Regions from separate parts of the Xenopus laevis genome. Here region 2 is linked to region 1. Evidence: chromatin contacts called from public Hi-C data. All regions are on one chromosome and are shown on one strand. Each heading gives the region's core, a stretch centred on a gene start, on an enhancer-like site or on the middle of the called end of the contact. The rest is flanking DNA. Distances are from core to core; before and after follow the strand shown. Region 1 has its middle 36 kb from the start of LOC108719136. Region 2 holds the start of edn1.L (endothelin 1 L homeolog).

Evidence for each region. A called contact is a pair of places that touch in the nucleus more often than the background predicts.
Region 2: a Hi-C map of the XL177 cell line shows a contact between it and region 1, with 3 times the contacts expected there. The contact joins the promoter of edn1.L here to the enhancer-like site in region 1.

What each region holds. Positions count from the first base shown.
Region 1 is chr6L:96,195,430-96,199,026 of Xenopus_laevis_v10.1, reverse strand. No RefSeq gene overlaps it. Among protein-coding and RNA genes, the nearest start is that of LOC108719136, 36 kb to the right of the region's middle. Within about 2 kb of position 2,041, at least 1 of the 7 cell types and tissues checked has an H3K27ac peak or open chromatin away from gene starts, as enhancers often do.
Region 2 is chr6L:96,571,608-96,575,204 of Xenopus_laevis_v10.1, reverse strand. It overlaps edn1.L (endothelin 1 L homeolog), which reads right to left and starts at 1,947. Exons shown (of 5, transcript NM_001127799.1): 1 at 1,524-1,947. The coding sequence starts at 1,584.

The DNA of each region.
Region 1 (3,597 bases), core at 792-3,291:
AATTAATTTTTCATATGATAAAAATATGCTAAAAAGGATAGAACTGACCAAACTATTTCAAGTAATAGGAAAAACAGAGCTGCCATGCTGCATGTTCATGTGTAAGTGTAAATGGTAGGTTAGTGAAAAACAGGGCAAACAGGAAAACTGAACTTACTTGTTTGGTCCTTGCGAGAAAAAAAAAAACACGGGCCAAAAGTATGTTCTGTACATACCTATTCTTTTAACTCATATTGAACAAATGGGTATACAGAAGATTTAAAGGAGAACCAAACCCTTTATATTAAAATCCCCTATCCCCCTGCCCTACATAGACCCCCCTCCCTGCTCCCCCCCAGCCTAGGTGTTACCCTCGGTAAATGCCCCTAACGCTTTACTTATCCCTTTTTGTAGATTCAGCGCATCAGAATGCCCAGCGACAAATCTTCTCTACTGCAGGCGACTAATCTCCCCAAATACCATCCCGCCAGCGAGAATGTGAATCACCAGCGGGATGGCATATACTATGTAGCACTTCATTTTCCAAAGTGGTCTGAAGTTGCCTCTCATTCTTGTTGGTGGGAAGCAGCTCCGGACTGGCAATCTGTGGGTTCTGGCTAATGCCAGAGGGGCTGCTATAAGCTCCCATAGAAAGTCAGTATTTAGTGGGCTGGTGGGGGCTGTTTGGGCCTCTATGTGGGCTGGTTGGGCCTCTGCGTACCTGAAATGCCAGGGCCTATTTTAATTCTCAGTCCGGACCTGGTGGGAAGGCATTTCAGGGAGATTAGTCGTCTGCAGTAGAAAAGATTTGTCATTGGTTGACTAATCTCCCTGTCTGCCACCACCGTAAAGGTGGCCATAGACACAGATCCTATCGTACGAATCGAGGATTCATACGATTTTCAGATCGTGTGCCGACATCTTTCGGTCAGGTTTGATTTTGACCCAACCGATCCCACCGGAGCCTACAGCACATCGTAATCAGACCGTTTCGGCCCTACGGCCGAACAATCAGATTACCCCCGATATAGCCATGCTCATTAATGGCATATCGGGGAAAGATCGGCTCGTTTGGTGATGTTGCCAAACGAGCCGATCTTTGTGTCTATGGCCACCTTTAAAGTGGACCCCTTCAACAATTCCCCCTCCTCAGCTGCACCAAATGCTTCTATAACTGGTCTGAGAAAGCAGAGTATTGCAGAGTAGATCAAAGATTGTGATTAAAACAATAGGAAAAAATATGTTCTGTACAGGGTATATAATGGATCTTTCTGTAAGTTGGATCTTCATACCTTAATTCTACTAGAAAATCATGTAAACATGAAATGTACCCAATAGCCTGGTTTTGCTTCCAATAAGGATTAATTATATCTTAGTTTGTATCAAGTATGAGGTACTGTTTTATTATTACAGAGAAAGAGGAAATCATTTATTAAAATGTGGATTATTTGGAAAAAATGGAGTCTATGGGCCTCTCTTTGGAGCTTTCTGGATCTTTATTTATTAAACTCATGCTGAACAAGTGGGGCTACTGCAGCTTTAAAGAGAACTAACTCTCCCATGGCCCCTTTTTCAACAGTCCCCCCCTGGACAACAGCCCCTCCAACTGCATAAAATGCTCCCCTATTGGCTGCCACCGTTGCCCTGTAATTGGTGTGAGAAGGCAGAGCTGTGCACTAGAAATCAGGACTTCCTCAGCGATCAATACGGGGGATTAGGCTCCCCAGATTTGATGTGGCCAGACATGGCTTTCAACAACCCCACTGCGCTCCTGAGCTATCTCAGGCCATGGGCAGACAATGAGGGAGCATTGACTATGGTTGGAGAAGGGGATCCTTTACAGGTGGGTATTGTACACTACTTTAGGCGAATTTATGCATGCATGGGTCAACTCTGGCTGACAACTCAGTCTGGAGTCCCAGCACAAAGCCAAAATGAGAGCGTGTCTGAGAAATATCAGAAAAAGAGTCGGAATTTGCCCCACTTGCGATTCAGGTCTTGGCTTCTAAGCCAAAGAAACAGGAGCTCTTTTCCATAATAGATGCCTCCCTCAACAAGCATTGCTTTTGGGCTATTTGTTGTTGATAGTGTCTGCATGCTTTTGTCAGGAAGTCAGGAACAAAGCCTTGCTTTTGTGAGGTAATTAGTTTTGAAAACTAATTGCTGACTGCTGCACATGACCCATGACGTTTCTACACTGAAACTTCAGGCAAAGTGTTGTTTTCTTCCTTTCATAGTCATTCGTCACTCATCAACATATCCAGAGTATGTGTCTCCCCCAAGCATTTGTTTATTTGCCTAACGGCCATATCCTGAATGGTGTACTTCTGACTTACGCTCTTACACACTGCAGCTGGATAGGCATCCATTCACCTCTCTCTTCCTACATGACATATTGTAGTATTCCGCATAAATACTGGAATTTCCAAAAAAAATGCATCAGTGGCTCAAATTCTAAATATAAAAAATATCTCTTATCAAAATTTGGCCTTGATAGGAATGTGTTCTTTTGATCACAGTGTATTACAATACAGGTTCTGTTATCTGGAAACCTTTTATCCAGAGAGTTCCGAATAAAGGAATGGCCGTCTCCCATAGACTCATTTTATCCAAATAATCCAAATTTTTGTAACAATAAAACAGTACCTTGTACTAAGATATTATTAATCCTTATTGGATGTAAAGCCAGGCTATTGGGTTTATTTCATGTTTACATGATTTTCTAGTAGTAAAAGAAAGATTCATTATCCAGAAAACCCCAGGTCCCGGTCATTCTGGATAACAGGTCCCATACCTGTATAGGATTCATTATCCAGAAACCCTTTATCCAGAAAGCACTGAATTGCCGGAAAGCCATCTCCCATAGGGGTAAATTTACTTACCTGCGAAAATTCGCCATTGCTGGCTTCGCACACATCGCAACACTTCGTCAGGTGTAAATTTGCCTGGACAACACTAATTCACGAAGATCCGAAGTTGCGCACAGGGTACCGAACGCTTTCAAAGTTGTGCTACCGAAAATACGATCAGTAGTTCAAAGTTACGCTAGCGTTGGCTAACTTGCATACAGCGTACAGTTAAAGTATAATGGACGTATATGTTGCAGCAAATACATTACACTACACAAGGCCAGGGAACCTTGATAAAATTATATAGAGTTGTTAAAATGCCCTACACATGTGCCCACAGTATAGTTTAGGTGCCATATGTTATCAAATGTAGAGGGGAAGGAGGGTACCCCCCAAAAAAACTTTGCCTGGTCTGAGGTGGCAAAGGCAAGTCTGGCGCAAGAGGTAACGTCCAGGAAAATCCGCATCTTAGTGAATTAGCGTAGTTACGTCCACTCGCCAGTGCGAAAATTCGCCTGGCGTTAGATTGCGTAGCACTAGAGTCTATCTCCTTCGCTAGCTAAGTGGCAAAATGACGAATTTCCGCCGGCGTTAGCCACTTCGCCCTTTAGTAAATTTGCCCCATAGACTCAATTTTAATCGTATAATTCAAGTTATTAAAAATTCTTACCTTTTTCTCTGTCATAACAGGACAGTACAGGTATTTGATCATAACTAAGACATAAATCTTGATGAATTGGAGGCAAGACAGTACTCTTGGGTTTATTTA
Region 2 (3,597 bases), core at 698-3,197, 380 kb before region 1:
AGCTGGAGGGGATCAGCCAATGTTTAGTCAGCGAGTGCGGCTGCTGCAGGTGCGAGGCTCACACGTCTAGTGCGATTTATGCACCGTCCAAACACCTGCTGCTGCTGCTGCCCCGTCTGCGCAATCACTAGGAACCAGATATGCACCGATTTATCTAGTACTACCTCTATACCATACCTATCTAGTAGATCTCCATATTTATATAGTATATGTCCATACCATACCTCTATCTAGTATCTAGTATATCTCCATACCATACAGCATTAAGGTTAATGAAATCCAGGGGGGATCATCTATTCATACATATAATGTATCCTGAATATTGAATGGGACATATAATAACCCCCCAAATCCTCAGAGTCTATGGGATGAGTCTCAGGCTGCAGTGACTGCACGCGATAGTCTGAAAACTAGAGAGCGATGTCGCACGGCAGGTATAGAGGTGGCGGAATTACGCGCTAATCAGGGCAAATTAGAGGTGACTGCTGGCTGCCCGAAGGCGGTTACAAGGGGTTGCCCCTACTACCTGCATGGCGAGCAATGCCCTCGGGCGATAGTTCACAGCAGGGAAGTTCAAACTCTGAGCAGGTACCAGGTTCCCATTCTCAGCAGCGACTGTACTATGATGGCACCACCAGTGCTTCTTCCTTTGGGGTTACATCACCCCCACACCCTGTAATCAAGGATTCTCCACAATCTCACCTGTCTGCCTTAGCTATGTATGGCCTGTCCTTTCCTACAAGCTGGGACAAAGCCTAAGTCTCCAAAGCCTATTATTTCATTTCCCAATCCTCCCAGCTCTCGTTTTCTCTCCCATGTTCCCCTTCCCATAATAACCCGGTCCCTTTCCTATAATAATAATAATAATAACCCGAACTGCTTTAAGCTGCACCTGAACCTAGATAGCGCTGCCAAGTTGCTCGCACACATAGACGTCTTTCTCTCCAAAGAAATCATCGCTTTCTTCCATAACGACAAATTGTACGCTCTGCTCACACATCAAACTGGCAGCTACAATCTCTACTAAATCTGCGTTTCAGTGCAACTTGCTTTCCCTGCCAGTGCCCTCAGCTCAGGCGAGACCCTTGATAAATCCCTGGTCAGAGCGTAACCATTACATATATATTTCAGAAAATACCTGAAAAGCACTACAATACACATAAATTAGCATTATGCAACCTCCAAGTTGCCAGTTTACTCATAAACTGCCAGGGCTGATGCTGCTGATATTGGCTACCTGCCCATGTCTGAAACAAGGGATTTTATTTCCCCAGTAGAAGCAGAATTCAATTTCAGGCATTTCCCCATATGCAAACCCATGTCTGAATGATAAGGTTTAAATTAAAAAAAAAAAAATCTCCTAATATAAATGTGGCCGTTTCTGCTAAAATTCTCAGTTGCTGGATTAAATATCCAACCTCCAGGAGCTACTGGATGGCAAAAAAAAGTAGCCAAGTGTAATATTAGCCCCTAATAAATGATGAATATGAGCAGTAATGTAATGTAATGTAATGCAGCCCTACCTGTTGCACTGACTCCTTGCACAAGTACCACCAGCAGAGAAAAAATCATTTGTAGGTCCATAACGAAGCTGGAGAGGTTTCTTCTTCTTCTTAATAAAAATAATAAAAATAATTTCAATTTGTAAAAAATGCAGAAAAAACAATCCCCCAAAATGGTCAGTCTTGATCTCTAATTTCTCCTTTATTTAGAGGCGAATAAGAAAGAAAGTGAATGACAGCAGAAATGTGTCCAGTAAATATCTGTGAGAAATAAACGCAGTTAATGAAGAATCCAAAGTCCTTGGAGAGACGATCAGGAGCTGCTACTCCGAAGCAATAGTGCCAAAGTGATCATGCTGCGGCCAACTTGCCCTTATATTCAACCGCCATGGACTTTGTAAACAGCCTCAATTGATATTATTCCGAGACAATGTTATGGTGCTATTAGTCACCGGGAACAAACGTGCAGACTAAGATAAGGGCAGGCTGGAGAGGAAATCTCTGGCAACTTCAGAGAGGGAGACGCAGAAAAGCTCTCATAAAACGTGGGCGGAGCCAACGGAGAAATTCCCTCGGTTCTCCTGAGAAAAGCTTCGTCGTTCTGTGTTCCTGCCGCTAGAGGGGGCTGCGTATGCACGAAATGAAAACAAACGGCATTTCTCAGCGAGCTACAGAAGCTCTGGAGGTATTTTCAGTTCTTGCTTCACCTGCCAACTAAATCTCACTGCTACCTGGAAGAACTGCATAATTATGTGCTAATACTTCACGAGTCTCTTTTGTACGACTGCCAGAGCTAGTGTGTGTTTGTGTGCCTGGCTCTCATATATCTTCATTTGCACTGTGGCAGGCACGTAGAAATCTCATATTCATTCAGGTCTGGACTGAGAATGAAATTAGGCCCTGGCATTTTAGGTACACAGAGGCCCAAATAGAGGTCCACCAGCCCAATAAATAGAGACTGTCTATGGCCATTTATAGCAGCCCCTCTGGCATTTGCCAGAACCCACAAATTGCCAGTCCAGGCCTGTACTCATTTCAGAAAGAAGCCACTAGCTTGTTGCTGGAAAAGCTCATTATCTTTTCACATGGCACAGATGGCTGCACATTGTATATATGGTAGGGTTGCCACCTGGCCGGTATTTTACAGGCATGGCCAGTAAAAATGATGGTTCATCACAATGTTATTAATAGGGAAAAAAGCAAAATATATAGGAAGGCCAGGTTTTTTTTCCAGAAAAGGTGGCAACCCTAATATTCGGGCATGAGAACTGTTATCCAGAATGCTCTGGACATGGGGTTTTCCGAATAATGAATCTTTCCCTAATTTGGATCTTCATACCTTAAGTCTCCTAAAAAATAATTCAAAATGATTGCTTTGCCTCATGTAAGGATTAATGATACCTAAACGTTAGACTAGTCCAGTACCTACTGACTATGCCTTACCTTGTGCACTTTTTAATCTCCAATTGTGCTTGTATGTTAGCCTCCCATCCACTAAAGCTGGCCATACACAGGCCGATAAATGCTGCCGACAGACAGACAGGCTTCTCCGATCGATATATGGCCGAAAGTCAACCTGATGTCGATGGGGCAAGGATAAAAATCCCATCGGAACGCAGACCGCATCTGTTTGTTGATGTGGTCCTGTGATCAGACTGGCAGAATTGCTTTATTTATGATCCATTCATTGGGCCCTAGGGCCCACGATCGGATCAACCCGATATTGCCCACCTTGAAGGTGGGCATATATCAGGGAGAGATCTGCTCGTTGGTGAAATCACCAAATGAGCAGATCTCTATGTGTATGGTCACCGTTAGACTGTAAGCTCTACGGGGCAGGGACCTTCTTCCCACTGTGTCTCTTACCACATAGCACTTAAGCTCTTTTAACAGCGCTTTATAAATAAACGCATACATACATACGTGGTACCTTTGTTTGGATCAGGTACAAGGTACTGTTCCTTAATTACAGAGAAAAAGGAAATCATTATTAAAAATTTGAATAATTTGATTAAAATGCAGTCTATGGGAGATAGGCTTTCTGTATTCTGAATAACAGATCCCAAACCTTGACTACATTTTCATTGTTTCTCTT